5 separate regions of the Mus musculus genome follow, and regions 1, 2, 3 and 5 are each linked to region 4. The links are chromatin contacts, called in public HiCAR-type, HiChIP or PLAC-seq and promoter capture Hi-C maps. All regions are on one chromosome and are shown on one strand. The core of a region is the stretch at or near the end of the contact, and the rest is flanking DNA. Distances in the headings are between cores, read along the strand shown. Region 1 holds the start of Acsl3 (acyl-CoA synthetase long-chain family member 3). Region 2 overlaps Acsl3 (acyl-CoA synthetase long-chain family member 3). Region 3 holds the start of Rhbdd1 (rhomboid domain containing 1). Region 4 holds the start of Cul3 (cullin 3). Region 5 holds the start of Farsb (phenylalanyl-tRNA synthetase, beta subunit).

Region 1 (2,754 bases), core at 231-2,730, 1.7 Mb before region 4:
TATTGTTTAGCCTATAAAGAGATAACGAAGAAAGATGTCCCTGGAATTCTACACATGTGTTTTATGTTTGTTAACTGGGGAGGAAGGTTCACTATTAGTTTTGCTGTCTTGAAGTTGCTTAGTTTTTCTCAAGGTTTGCAGTTCTGAATGACCACTTCTGAGGTACACATCTTCATCCCTCTGTAGACTGGAAATTCTGCATTCCTTTTATTGGCAGGGTTTCCTTGGGAAATGTGAAATTCCTAGTAGGAGCAGGCTGCTTGAGTCAAACACTATCTGTTCTTTCAGGCAATTAGACTGGCTAGGGGCCCAAGGTGAGTGAGTGAGCTGGCTTTGTAGAGTGTATCATGGCTCCACCTAGCTCAAGTCCTGGCAGCCTCCTCGGAGTTTTTAAGATTGTCCTGGGAAGTGAGCCTCTTTCTGCCTTAGCTTGAGGCTAGCACAGCAACTCGACCTTTCACCTACTTAAAGAAAAGTTCACAGACCAACTAAATAATAGGTTAGGTTAAGAAAAAACAACTCTGCTACGAACAGTCTCTTTCTAATATTACACTCCAGTGGCTGATTTAGTCATTTGTGTTTTGCTGGGTGAATGTTTTGAGTGGGGGGAGGCAGTTGTAAAATAAATGCCTATATCCTGATGTAGTGTCCAAGAGGATCTATACAATGGCAAACTAAACAACACACACAGTCATAAAGATTCATAAAGCTTTTTTTTTTTTTTTTTTTCCGAGACAGGGTTTCTCTGTATATCCCTGGCTGTCCTGGAACTCACTTTGTAGACCAGGCTGGCCTCGAACTCAGAAATCCGCCTGCCTCTGCCTCCTGAGTGCTGGGATTAGAGGTGTGCGCCACCACGCCCGGCTGATAAAAGATTATTTTTGAGTAAAGTTTCATCCTTTGCAAACATGAAATGTGGGTATGCGAAGATTTACGAGTAAACGGGATACACGCTGCATTAAACGAAGCCCATGCAAGAGAAATAATACAGGGCATGCTTTGAGCTTTCCCCTTCACAAGCATTTTCAAACGTCATTTTTTTTTTTTTCTCTTTGCAAGATTTGCTAGAAATCCGTGTTCAAACTAGGATAACGAACCCAGTCCTGAGAAGAATGGGGAAAAAAAAAAACAAGCAGGTTATTTCTTCGTTTATATTGAGATTTATGCATCGCAGCAGTGAAGGCGGGTTTTGCAGTTCTCAGCGGGGGCACCCTGGACGCCTCAGGTCTTCCCGCCCTGCGCCCCCTGCCCAGCTCCCCTCTGCAGCTGCTGTAGCTGCGGGTCCGTCCCGCCGCTCCCCTCCCCAAGGGCTCAATCCCCGCCCTGCGAGGGCCCCAGTCGGGTCCAGCCGTCGGCGGCTCCGCAGAATGACCCATAGTAACCTCGCCCCGCCCCTGCCGCCAGCACCGCGCTCCCCAGGCCGGCATTTGATAGGCCGAGCCCCGCACGCGCCACCGCCCGCGGGCCAATGGGCGGCGGTCTCTTTGCATATGCAACGAGCGCCAGCCCGGGGTGCGCGTCCAGGACTGCGGCTCAACAGACGCTGCTCAGCCGGCGCCCGGGAAACGTCGCTGCGGTTGTGGCCGCGGTCGCGGGCTCGGACGAGGAGGCGGCGGCAGAGCGGGAGGCTGAGCCGGCAGCAGGCGGTCGTCCCCGTCTCGCAGGGCGGCCCCAGCAGCTGCGTCAGGGTCCTGAGGAGGTGGCGCTGGGCAGGAGCCGCTCTGAGGAGCAGCCAGGCCTGCGTGGGTCGGAGCCCGCGGTGAGTGCGCGCAGCGCCCGTTGTGAGGCGATGAGGGTCGCGGGATGGCGGCCAGGCCTCCCTCCTCCCACTCGGCGAGCGTGCATGCCGCTCGCCGGTGCCTGAGGGGACTCCTGGGCCGCGGGGTGCTGGGCCGTGGCGAGGGTCGGGGAAACGGGGGTTGGTGGAGGGTGAGTGGCGAGTAGGGCGTCCTCGCGGATTCGGGGAAACCGCCGGCGTGGAGCTGCGGGCGCGGGAGGAAGGATGCACCGCGGCCTCCTCCGCGGGCGCGGGCACGTGGGTGGGGTCGTCCCGCTCCACGCGGCCGCGCGGCGTCCGTGGGAGGTACCAGCGCCCAGAGGGTCCCTGAAAACTGCGGGTGTGGGACAGGAAATGCGGGTGCGGGCGGTGGGAATGGCGTGGGGAACCTCTGGTGTCTCCTCCTAAGTGCGTTTTAGTCTCGGACGAGTCAGTCATGAGATGCATACATAGGCAGCCCCGGGGGTCACTTGTGATCCCCGTGATGGGATTTCACAGATGAAGATCCAACTGTATGGTCCGTTCTGGTTCTAGAACAGGTATTCCGATCACTTGTACATAGAGCCCCTCAACTTAGAAAGGGCAGGACAGTTTTTGGGAATCCAGTGGAAACTAGAGAGGGGGGATTGATAACTGCCTAGAATGACAGAGCTGGCATTTACTGAGCTTTTTTTAAAGGCCACACACCAAGAACTTTGTGCATGGCTATGTTTACATTGTTAGTCCACCGGGACGGTCGCACATTCTCAGTTTTACAGCGAGAGAGCCTGCACTGTGGACACGTTAACTTAGCCCAGATCTGAGCTACTAGGAGAAGCTTGAGCCCCAGGAGGGCCTGTCTGAATCTAGAACAAATCTCTGATGGCTTTAGTAGCAACAGCCCTCTGTTGGTGTTTGAATGGTTTCCGTGGCTTTGGGTTTCTAGGTTCTTTTGGGTCTTAGGGGTTCTGCAGAGCTGTAGTTTGGTGTTTTTGTTT
Region 2 (2,700 bases), core at 198-2,697, 1.6 Mb before region 4:
GTCTAGTTTGTTTCTCTTGGAGTCTCTTAATTGGTTAAAATAAGATGTCTACACTTAGAAACTAATAGTTTAGAATATTTGTATAATACCTATATGTGTTATTTTGTGTTTATTAATTAGGTGGCTATTTTAATACTGACAAACCACATCCCAGAGGTGAAATTCTTATTGGTGGCCAAAATGTGACAATGGGGTACTACAAAAATGAAGCAAAAACAAAGACAGATTTCTTTGAAGATGAAAATGGACAGCGGTGGCTGTGCACTGGAGATATTGGAGAGTTTGACCCTGACGGCTGTCTGAAGATCATTGGTGAGTATTGCGTCCTTTTAAAAAGCTTATGTGTATGACTGTTTTGCCTCCATGTATGTATGTGTACTGCATGTATGCACGATGTCCTCGGAGGTCAGAAGAGGGTGGCCAAGTCCTCTGGAGCTGGAGTTACAGATGGTTGTGAGCCACCACCATATGGGTGCTGGGAACTGAACCCAGGTCCTCTGCCAGAGTACTACATGGTCTTAAATGTTGAGTCATCTTTTAAGCCTCTGAATTCTTTCTTGAAAGTGTTTTCCCAGATGACTTTACAAAGTGGTGCCTGTGTTTACAGAGACTGTTTTACTAGTGAAAGAGCTTATCTCTGTAATATTGAGGGGGGCTTTTATATCATTTCTGAAATATAACATTTTAAAGAGAGACTAAAGTGTTCTTAAAGCTTGGCATGTTATGAATACGGTTGCAAAAGCTGTTCAGCCACAGATTTGTGGTCATTAGTCACTCTCTACTGTTGGTGTAGGGAATGCTTGTTTTTGTTAGCTGCCTGGCTAGGTTATTGTGCAGTGCTTGTGGTCTGAACTTAGTCCTGGCTTTGCCCAGGAAAACCAAGGAAAGCCTGGCAAGTCAAGTACTGTGACCTACAAGGCAAAACACCTTTCGTGCTTCTGCTGCAGTTTGTTCAGCTTCAGTAGTGCCAGATGCATCCTGGGGTTATTCGGGGCTTCCTGGGAGACACAAGCAAGCATCTGCTTACCCCACATAGGGGACAGATGACAGACTAAATGCTGGTGCCACCAGCGTCCAACTTGGTGAACTAGTGAGTGTCACTGGAGTTCCTTATGGAGTGAGTGCAGGTGAGCAGGAATGACTAGAGACAGATGCAGCAGCAGCGAAAGTCCACCCCAGCATGGGTGAGAGCCCACAGAAGCTGGCGTCCTGGAGCGTCCTGCTTGACCTTGCTGGCAGCTTGACAAGGTGAAGCAGTCTCTTCTTGGCAGCCCAGTTGGTCTGAGCATCCTCTGGGCAGCTTGCTTGGTTTATTTGACAGTGTCTCTTAGAAGTCTTTACTGCTTGTGCAAGCTTGAGGAGGGAGGAGTCGAGTGCGTCTGGTGAGCGTCAGGGACTTCTAGTGTACTGGTTCTCAACCTTACTATGCTGCAACAGAGAACTGCTGTCCTAGGGCTTCTGAGTCATTTCCTCAGTGGGCCTCCTGTTTTTATGACATGTGGATCTTGCGGCGCTTCCCTGCAGGTTAGAAAGTTTCATTGAGAGTTTTGTCCTGTAGGAAATTGTTGACAACACCTGGTCTTGATACCCTGAAGGCCAAAAGGAGCTGAGGCTTCCCGACCTCTGCTCCACATCCTGTCTCACTGAGAAAGGCAGACGGCTTCCAAAGCATCGTCTGCCTCTCTGCACATTTGCGGGTCAGGCCTAGGCCTGTGCCACCCTATCTATCATAAGGATCTCCGCTGTGCTGCTGCACACCTCTCCAAACCTTTCCACTTCCAGTGTGTAATGACGACACCTCATAGTTCTAAGAAACCTTTAATAGCTGCTAGGGGTTGTGTTCAGGGAGCCTCTATCACCCAGCTGCCATTCACCTCCCACCTCTTGAATTGTTTCCTTCCTCTTTATGCTTCAGTGTTTGAGTTGACACAGCTCCGGTCAATAAAAGTCACTTCAGGCCCCACTTGCAAGGATTCCTTCCCAGCCCACAAGTTGGCTGTGTTGTGTGGGTGCTGTGTTTCTGTTCCTCTTTCCTGGTGTGCCTTTGCCCATTGCAGTGCAAAGCTGCTTTCCCTCTGCACTAGTGAGTGTCAGGAGCGCAGCAGCTCAGCAGAATATATTCAAGCCATAAGGATGATGTCCCTTAAGTACAATATTTTCCACAAGAGAATTTACTTAATTGTAAAAGATTAGGGTCTGACTTTATTGTATAATCTCAACTTTAGGGCAGCCATCCATGCTTAGTTGAGAAAAGTTTTAAATGACTTGGTGAGAGTATTCCTATGTGCTTAAGGTGTTAATGACTGTTCTCAATATTTCTGCCTTTGCCCTTTGCAGACCGTAAAAAGGACCTTGTGAAACTACAGGCAGGAGAGTACGTTTCTCTCGGGAAAGTAGAGGCAGCTTTGAAGAACCTCCCACTGATAGATAACATTTGTGCGTATGCAAACAGGTGAGCTCCTGGAGTCTGGGCTGCGGTCTAGAAGTTGGCAGGTGTGCCGTGAGCAGTTGCAGCCGTGTGCTGCGGTATAAAAGTTGGTGGGTGTGCTGGGTGTGCCGTGAGCAGTCGAAGCCCCTGTGGGGCCACCACCTCCTCTGCATAGCTAGTGAGCCGGAACTTCCTGGGATGCTCTCCTCTGTAAGTGTCCTGAGTGACAGAGTTGGGGAAATAAGTTCTTATGCTGCCTCAGTACCTCTGCA
Region 3 (2,710 bases), core at 148-2,647, 2.0 Mb after region 4:
ATGTTTTTTTTCTTTACTTTTTATGATTCAGGATGTCATATAGACTAAGCTGGTCTTGAAGTTATATAGCTGAGGCTGTCCTTGAACTCCCAATCTTCCTGTCTCTACCTTCAAACTGTGGGGTCATTAGTGTTCACCATCACAGCCTGCTCCCCAAGAACATTCCTAAGCCCTGTCTATTTACAATTGCATTTTTTTTGAGATTACTGATTTGAGACTTGATTTGCGGCTCTTTTAAAGTCACTTCTGCACTTAAAAACAAGATAATAACAAAAACAGTGTAAGTATAGAAAGGGGTAGACTGACAGAGAATATAAAGCAAGAGTATATTAATGGAATGGATGCATAGAATTGGTGGGAAGAACAAATAGAGACCTCTCCTTTTGAGAAATTGCATTCATGTTTTCTTCCTAAGGAGATATATTTCTACATGCAATTTAGTTCCCCCTACTCACTTGGGTTCCATTTCCAGGAATGCAGTTTCGCAATGTCAGTCTTGGACTTACATACCCCCCCACTTTTTTTTATACCTGAAAGGGGTTAAATTATAAGAATTCATTCTTGAATTTGCTAAGAATTTTGTCACTTGAAATTCTCATCTATATCTCCTAATAGTGTGGGAAATTTTCATTCAAATTCCAACTACAAGGGAAAATTTTTTAGGAGAATTTCTTCTGTTATACAATAGAAGATTAACTTTTGGGGGACTGGGAAGTTTTTAATATGCTAACTAGACGTGGCTACTAAGCCTTTTGGTAAATATACCTGCACCCAATTCATGCCTTGAAAAGGTGGAGCTCTCCTCTAATTACTAGAAAAATAATTACACCAAACATCGTTTTCTTGTAGGACACAAATGCAGCATTGCCTTTAGAAGAAGCTGCCCATGAAACTGGTTCCACGTTAGAAGGAGAAAATTGCATCAAACGACCTAAGTCACAAAAACCTTTTCTCACGAGCCCTTAAAGCAGTAAACAGGCTAAGCAGTGTGGCCTCGTGTTTGTGCTTGGGGAATGAAATGTACACCGTGGCCCTGTTTCGCCGGCCTACTTTCTGGGATAAGCAGCTCTCCTGAGGCCCATTGGGAACAGCTACTGTCTCCACCGTCCACTTGGTAGACTACACTGCACCGGGAAGAAACTTTGGCCTTGAGGGAGCTGGCCATAGGCGACTCATGCGCTGTGCGCGTGGTAAGTGATTATTAGTTAGTTATGGCTGTAAAAGCACACCGACACCCTTGTTGCTAAGGGTTGAATAGGATGAGCGCTACGCATTAGCTAGAGGAAGCCGAAAAGGCAGTACGAAGCACGGAGCATGCGCAGACTGCCGCTCCTTTCCCTAGGCCGCCGGAAGTGGAGCCTGCGGAATCGGCGTCCGTGCCGGAAGTTGAGTCTCCGGATTCGGCGTCCAGACGTAGTGACGCACGAGCGCGGGAGTACGTGAGGACGCAAGCGGGTCTTAGAGAGAGTGAGTTTCCGCGTCTCTTCAGCTGAGTGTATGGCATCGCTTTTGTGCGGCGTGTGTTGCGGCTTCCCGGGACCACGGATGGCGGGGCCGGGGCTGAGATCCGGGCCGCTGCGGGCCGGGCGGAAGCGCTGCTATGGGGCCAGCCAGGGTCCGCTGGGCGGAAGTGCTGCTTAGGGACCGGGCGGAGGAGCCGGCCCGCCGGGTCCGGGTCTTCTTCTCCCCTCCGGCCGGCCGGGATGGGGTCGCAGGGGCAGTCGCACCGGTACCGCTTCCCTGGCTCATGGAGATCTAGGCTGCCCGGATAGGCTTTTGCGAGGTTCCTCCGACTTCAGGAAGTTTGAGGCGAAGTTGCATCAGCTTGCACAGAGCTTGCAGTGGCAGGTGGTTGGGGGGGCGGCCACTTCTGTCTCAAACACACAGACCCATCCTAACCTCTGTAAGGCTGTCTGTACCACAGAATAGAGGACAGACATACACCCGAGGGACTTCACCTCTTCTCTTTTCACACATGCCTTTCCGTTTTTCCAAAACAGGCATTATTTAAAACAACAACAACAACAATAACAACTGTAATATCTAATTATTGCACGGTTAAGATTCAGTTGTCAGACTCATTTATAAAAGTCCCTTTCAGTAGCTTCATGACACCAGGTTTTCTTTGGGGGGGGGGGCATGGTGCCAGGTTTTTTGTTTTTTTTTTTTTTTCCCCCTCTACTTTTCATCCCAACGTCCTAACCTCATTTACCTTCTTCCTGCTTCTATTACTGATTCTGCTTCGGATCTTCTAGTGTTCTGGTACATTCCAGGAGAGCAAGTGCTCCTGCCTTGGTCCTGGGTTTGCTCTCCATCAACAGCATCTTCTGAGGGAATTGTTGGCAGTACAGATTTTAGTGTCATACCCCTTTGAGCAAGCCTTTCGGTCCATTCTAGCACTTCCGGGTACTGAGTTCGACGAATAACAGCGTAAAAAGTACTCACTCGTTATGGAATTTTATACATAATGAGGTTAGAGTAAGGTGAGGTATTTTCTAGATCTGGAATCTTGACCGAATCATTTAACTGTGACTTCATAGTACTAAGTGTTGACATGTGAAAACAAGTGGGTAGCAATAACCCATACAAAACACTCCAAGAGAAGTTACTAGACCTGCATGAAGAAAGCGCACAGGTCGTGGAGGAAGGACGAGGTGTAGGGTTAGAGAGCAGTTGGAGTGCATGATTTTATGACTGCTGCAAAGACTTT
Region 4 (2,700 bases), core at 36-2,535:
TTGTCTATTTGACATTTACCTGTCACTGTAGCGACACGAGCAAGTACGTCCAGTTTGTTACAACAGGACATTTTAATTGCCTGCCACTGGCTATCTGATCGAGGCATGACATCCAAAGTTACATACTACTCCATCTACTAAACACCGCAAGCCTATGACTCAACGTAACGCCAAGAGGAAAAGTTTCTGAAGAGCAAATGTTTGCTGTCGCTAAAAACGTACAAGGTAAAACAAGTCTGAGTGGCAACTATTCTTGGGGACCTCCTTGACTAAGACACGGAAAAGCTGTGCCTGGCCCTCCAAGAAGTGGAGGGGCGATTCTGAACCGGAGTGGGTCAAGCGCTTAGGAAGCTTTGCAGGATCAAGGATGCTATAAATACTATGCTCCTAGTGTTTTGCCAGTGGGCATTTCTAGCATCTCTGTCAGTGAGTGGGGCAGTGGGATGGCAAGACCGCCCCTGACTACGGAGTCGAGCAGAGGTGGACAGTCCTCCCCACCGCCGTAAAAGCCGAGCCGGCTCCTTCTGGAAACCGCACGCTAAAAGTTACACACACGCCCCACGCGACGGGTGCGGCGGCCACAGCGCGCATCCCCTCAGGGCCGCGGCCCCCGAGGCCCGAGCGAAGGAGGCCCCGGGGCGGCCGGGGCGCGGGGAACGGCCCCGGAGGTGGCCGACCCGGCCCCGCGCCGCCCCGTTGCCGGGAAGCCTCGCGCTCCGCCACCGGCGGCGGCCGTGGGGGGAGGGGAGGCCGGCTGCGGCCTGTTGGCGGAGTTCAGCCCCGGCCTCGCGTGCGGCTCCGGGCCGCGGCTCCCGGTCCCGGGCGCCGAGGACCGACTCACCGGAAAGGCCCGGATCCGCATCTTGGTGTCCTTCCGGCTGCCCGTGCCTTTGCTCAGATTCGACATGGTGCTCGGCCCCTCCCCGGCGGCGGCGCTGACGGCGGCGGCGGCTGCGGCTCGCACTCGGAGGCGCCGGTGTCACATTGAAGGCGGGAGGGCAGCCGCGGGGCTCGGCGGGGGGCGGCGGCGCGGCCCCCGGGCTGGGCTGGGCGGCGGGCCGGCCCCTGGGCGGCCGCGGCGGCGGGGGCGGCGGCTCGGGCTCGGGCGGCTCGGGCTCGGCCGGGGGCTGCGCTGGCGCGGCGGCTCCGCGGGCTTCCCCTCGCGCCGGGCTCGGCTCCCTTTATCGCGCTCCTCCGCGATGGCGGCGGCGGCGGCGACGGACAAACATCTCACTGCGCAGGCCGAACGTCCTCCTCCTCCTTCTCCTCCTCCGCCTCAGCGAGACGAGATCCGGCCCAGAGGGTGGAGGGGGGAGGAGGGAGGGAGGAGAGCGGAGAGTGGAGAGATGGGGGAGGGGGCGGGAGGACGGGAGGGGAGGCGGGAGGCCGCGGCGGGCACGTCAGATCTCGCGAGATCGGGGCGGGCGCGCGGTCGGGGGCGGGGTGGGGCGAAGCCCGGGAAGGGAGGGCGCAGGGAGAAGTGGGGTCTGAACGTGGTGGGGAGGGGGGAGAGGGGTGGATTAAGGAATGGGCGTAGTCAGCGCCCTGGGGGGCGGGGCCTGGTGCAGGAGACGTAGGCTGCGTTTTCAAAAGAGGAGCGTCGGAGACCCCAGTAGGCTGAGGTGGCTTCTGATTGGTGGAGCGCGAAGGTGGTGGGTCACGTGGGTAGTGGGCGGGGGAATTTCCGGAAGGGGGAGAGGGGAGTGTTGTGTTGTGGGCTGGCGGGGCTGAGCTTGGCCCTAGTAGGTAGGTAGTCCTGGGAAAGGGCGTGGGGTGCGAGGAGGAAGGTTCTACGTCCTAGAACTGCTCCTGTGTTTTTCTAGGGCACGTGGCCTAGGGATGGGTACTTGAGCCCAGCCAGAAACTTGAAAGCAGGGTTTGTGCTTGAGTTACCTGCAGACTGCGAAACCAGTGTCCTGTTTTTAGCTAGGTGTTGCAGCGCCTCAGAATCAACCCGGCCTTCTTACACTGTACAAGCTCCTGGGTTTGTTCATTAGTTGATACCTTCTGGAGGATCCAGAGCCCACTAATGTTAAAACCCGGTTTTTGTTTGTGCCGAAATAAAACAAATGCCTAATATACTACAATATTGTGTTAAACATACGACCATTTCCAAGAACAGTATAGATCATTAAAACCAAAAGCACTGTGAAATTAAGTTTGCTGTAGGTTTGGAGACATTTTTCTATTTGTTCGGGGACTCTTATCCTATAGTCGAAATGTCCAATTCGACTGCTTTTGGCTTCTAATTCAGTATGAATCCTACATCTACCTTGCATACTTGCTCATTTGCTGTTTCCAACGCCCCTGGGAAATCTGAGATTCTCCCAGTTTTGGATCTTCCCATTTTGAGTGAACTGTTGTTGGGATTAGCACCTACAATTGAAATTGGTGGCCCATGACCTTAATCCCAGCATTTGGGAAGCAGAGGCAGGTGGATTTCTGAGTTCGAGGCCAGCCTGGTCTACAGAGTGAGTTCCAGGACAGCCAGGGCTACACAGAGAAACCCTGTCTTGAACACCCTTCACACACCCCCGCCCTCCAAAAGGGAAAACTTGATAAAGCTTGTTTATTTATGGTTGAATTGACCCTAAATTATTTGTAATGACTAAGCTTAGAGAGTTAAGCTAAAAATAAAATATCAAGAATGGGTTAAGTAAAACAAGGAAGGGCTCTGATGAATATAGTGAGTGATGCATA
Region 5 (2,700 bases), core at 30-2,529, 1.9 Mb before region 4:
TGTTTCTAAGGCCTTGGTCACAACTATAATTGTATCACTTGGGAGACTGAGTCAGGAGGATTGCCACAAGTTTAGAGTCAGCCTGGACTTCAGAATAAGGTTCTGTCTCCAAAAGAACAACGACAAAATCCGACAAACACAGGGGGTGAGTAATATCTAAAGTCCATCCTTAGGAAAAAAAAATCTTAAAAGTTTACTTGTACGACATCAGTACTGTGGTGTTATGAACCTGCTCCATTTTGTCCTCTAATTTTGGCCTCTAATACTCAAAAACAAGGAGGCTCTCATAAAACACTCGCTCTGACCTTTATAGAAGCTGATAACTACAGGGTGAGGCTGATACCATTTCAACTTACTACATCTGTGTTGGAAATGATAATTTGACTAATATTTACCTCCCTTCCCCCCCCCCCCACAATGGTTTAGTTTTAGAACTGAGAAAGAGGGAAGTGTGTCATGAATGCTAAGCCCATAGAAGTGATTCCATTTAGGGGTCAAATCAATGTTAACTATCAAATGCTACCCCTGCACAAAACCTGGTTTCCTTTCCCAGAAACATTTAGCATGTCCAATAAACCGTTTTACTAACATCATGGTTTGTTATTTTTCTCATGTATGTGTCATGTGCACAGCTCTACTCCCAAACACTGCCTGACACACTTCTGGAGCCTGGTCAACACTAAAATAAAGCCAATGCCGGGCTTGGTGGCACACGCTTGTTATCCCAGCACTCAGAAACTGAGGCAAGAAGACCGACAGTTCGAAAACAGCCTGGGCTACATAGTGAGACCCGCATCTTTCTTAAACGTCTCCCCTTCGCTGTCAATCTGGTTCCACAGCCTACAGTTGTGATGGAACCCAGGGTACGTTTCCTCGTCTGTGTCCCGACACCAAAGTCCGTGCTGGGCACGGAGTTGGAGCTCGGTCTCTAAATGAATGACACGGAGAGCCCGACACGCGCTGATGATGCAACGGAGCCACCGCGGAGCTGGTTCCGAGAAGCTACTTCAGCGCAGCCGAGTCTCCTCGCCCAGCAGCGCGCCCCTGAGGACTCTGGCCGTGCCGGGCCAAACCCCACGTAGCGGCATGAACGCCGCCAGCACGTTCTTCTGCAGGGCGAGCAGACTTCCCCAGGCACCGAGCCCAAGCCACGGGGCGGGCACTCACTGTAGGTCCGGCCCAGGGCTTGGAAGAGCAGGTCTCGCTTTACGCTGACAGTCGGCATGGCGAGTCGTGGACACTGCGCCTGCGCCACATGCGGGGCCTCAGCGACCCTAGAGTGAAGGACCCGACGCTCCGCTCTTGGGCTGTCTCACGTGATGCCTGTCTAAATTCAACCATTTGCACATCCGTTTTCCAGCCGAATATAGGAAAACACCTCTCTCTGGATTATTTAACATAGTTCTGTTGTGACGATAACCAAAAAGTTTGGAAAATAGGTGTAATCGGGTGGAATTATCTCTATTTTGACAGGCAAGAGTGAGAACAGACCTCAGAGGCCTGGATGCTTCCCAAAGCCCTAGGGAAGATGCCAAGTTGGGTAGGCGGAGCGCTAGATTGGTGGGAAGGACTTCCAGGTAGAGAAGTCCGCCCAGAGGTATTTGAAAAGCAAGGTAAACGGATGCAAGACTTCCTGCAAAGAAGAATATGCAAATACTAATGGCAAGGTCTGTTAACAGGCCACATTTTTTTACTTTTTTGAGACAGGTTTCTCTGTCGCCTTGACTGTCCTGGAACTCGCACTATAGACTAGGCTGGCTTTGAACTCCGAGAACTTTTGAGATCCGTACCTCCCTAGTGCTGGGATTAAAGGCATGCGCCACCACTGCCGGGCTTTTACTTAATCCTTTAACCCTCTTGAAACTACAGATTTTATACCCGAGCCTTGTTCGAACGCAGCAGCAGCCCTGTGGGTAGGCGTTGTTAGAGACCGCAGGACTTTTCTGTCAGATGCTGTACTCAGCCTAAAAAGTGCACGAGCAGATTTGCTCCTTAGAATAACTCTGAGGGACAGTACGTCAAATCATGGGCCACTGAGATGTCAGGACTTAATCCCGTGTAGCCTGCAAATGCTACTTTATGTGGTATCAGAGCCTATGTGGAATAAGCTAAGGGTTTTGAGATGGAACTTAGCCTAGGTTATTAGGATGGGCCCTAAATGCAATTGACTGTAGACTCAATAAGCGGAAGGCAGTGATTCCAGTAAGGTCACTAAAAAAAATAAAGTCAGTAGTCTTCGAAACTGGAAGAGATAAGGAGGGAAATCTCTCCTAGCCTATTCAGCAGCCCCCAAAACACTTGGATTTGGGCCAGTGAAATTGCTTTTGGGTTTCTTGCCTCCAGAACTTGAATATAACAAAGTTCTGTTTCATCTCATTCATTATTCTTTATGATTTGAGATAAAGGCTCAACTCTATAGCTGAAGCAGTCCTGGAACTCATCCTGTAGCTCTGGATGGCCAGAAATTTTCAGAGTTTTAAGGTGTCCTGAAAGACAAGAATATAAGTTACCTCACCAGACTCAAGTTTCTGTTTGAAATCAAAAGTTTGTAGTACTTCCTTTCAGCAGCCATGAAAAAACAAATACATCAAAGCAGGAAGATAAAACAGCCATGGACTGTGGGACTCACCTAACCTGTAAGGCATAGCAGAAACATTGCTTCCTCAAGAGAAAATAAAGCAAGGACCAACACTGAGGAAG

What was found. Promoter capture Hi-C pulls out the DNA fragments that hold promoters and counts their contacts. HiCAR-type assays count read pairs that join an accessible place to other places. HiChIP or PLAC-seq counts read pairs in DNA pulled down with a chosen protein or histone mark.
Region 1: a contact with region 4 is called in a promoter capture Hi-C map of pre-B cells, with 7 times the contacts expected there. The contact joins the promoter of Acsl3 here to the promoter of Cul3 in region 4. A contact is called at or near these places in 3 of 39 promoter capture datasets (the C10 cell line, cranial neural crest and pre-B cells), 2 of 484 Hi-C or Micro-C datasets (both in embryonic stem cells), 5 of 115 datasets of contacts at active chromatin or transcription factors (astrocytes, embryonic forebrain, embryonic stem cells and 2 more) and 1 of 9 other capture datasets (liver).
Region 2: a contact with region 4 is called in an H3K4me3 HiChIP or PLAC-seq map of pro-B cells, with 9 times the contacts expected there. The contact joins the enhancer-like site here to the promoter of Cul3 in region 4. A contact is called at or near these places in 2 of 39 promoter capture datasets (liver and pre-B cells) and 3 of 115 datasets of contacts at active chromatin or transcription factors (extraembryonic endoderm stem cells, large pre-B cells and pro-B cells).
Region 3: a contact with region 4 is called in a HiCAR-type map of astrocytes, with 4 times the contacts expected there. The contact joins the promoter of Rhbdd1 here to the promoter of Cul3 in region 4. A contact is called at or near these places in 4 of 39 promoter capture datasets (cranial neural crest, hippocampal neurons, liver and 1 more), 2 of 484 Hi-C or Micro-C datasets (both in the G1E-ER4 cell line) and 4 of 115 datasets of contacts at active chromatin or transcription factors (astrocytes, embryonic forebrain, embryonic stem cells and 1 more).
Region 5: a contact with region 4 is called in a promoter capture Hi-C map of pre-B cells. The contact joins the promoter of Farsb here to the promoter of Cul3 in region 4. A contact is called at or near these places in 5 of 39 promoter capture datasets (the C10 cell line, the HPC-7 cell line, liver and 1 more), 1 of 484 Hi-C or Micro-C datasets (uterus), 1 of 115 datasets of contacts at active chromatin or transcription factors (large pre-B cells) and 1 of 9 other capture datasets (liver).

The regions. Positions count from the first base shown.
Region 1 is chr1:78,656,345-78,659,098 of GRCm38.p6, forward strand. It overlaps Acsl3 (acyl-CoA synthetase long-chain family member 3), which reads left to right and starts at 1,481. Exons shown (of 15, transcript NM_001033606.2): 1 at 1,481-1,759. It overlaps Utp14b (UTP14B small subunit processome component), which reads left to right and starts at 1,481. Exons shown (of 3, transcript NM_001001981.3): 1 at 1,481-1,759.
Region 2 is chr1:78,701,149-78,703,848 of GRCm38.p6, forward strand. Acsl3 (acyl-CoA synthetase long-chain family member 3) reads left to right here. Exons shown (of 15, transcript NM_001033606.2): 12 at 121-312; 13 at 2,338-2,452. Among named protein-coding and RNA genes, the nearest start is that of Gm38631, 17 kb to the right of the region's middle. Within about 2 kb of position 1,448, at least 95 of the 459 cell types and tissues checked have an H3K27ac peak or open chromatin away from gene starts, as enhancers often do. A contact at or near this core is called in pro-B cells, where this site is marked.
Region 3 is chr1:82,315,182-82,317,891 of GRCm38.p6, forward strand. It overlaps Rhbdd1 (rhomboid domain containing 1), which reads left to right and starts at 1,398. Exons shown (of 7, transcript NM_029777.3): 1 at 1,398-1,467.
Region 4 is chr1:80,339,405-80,342,104 of GRCm38.p6, forward strand. It overlaps Cul3 (cullin 3), which reads right to left and starts at 1,286. Exons shown (of 16, transcript NM_016716.5): 1 at 842-1,286. The coding sequence starts at 907. Gm39667 (a long non-coding RNA gene) reads left to right here and starts at 1,509. Exons shown (of 2, transcript XR_865570.2): 1 at 1,509-1,746; 2 at 1,824-2,700.
Region 5 is chr1:78,487,618-78,490,317 of GRCm38.p6, forward strand. Farsb (phenylalanyl-tRNA synthetase, beta subunit) reads right to left here and starts at 1,280. Exons shown (of 17, transcript NM_011811.4): 1 at 1,168-1,280. The coding sequence starts at 1,225.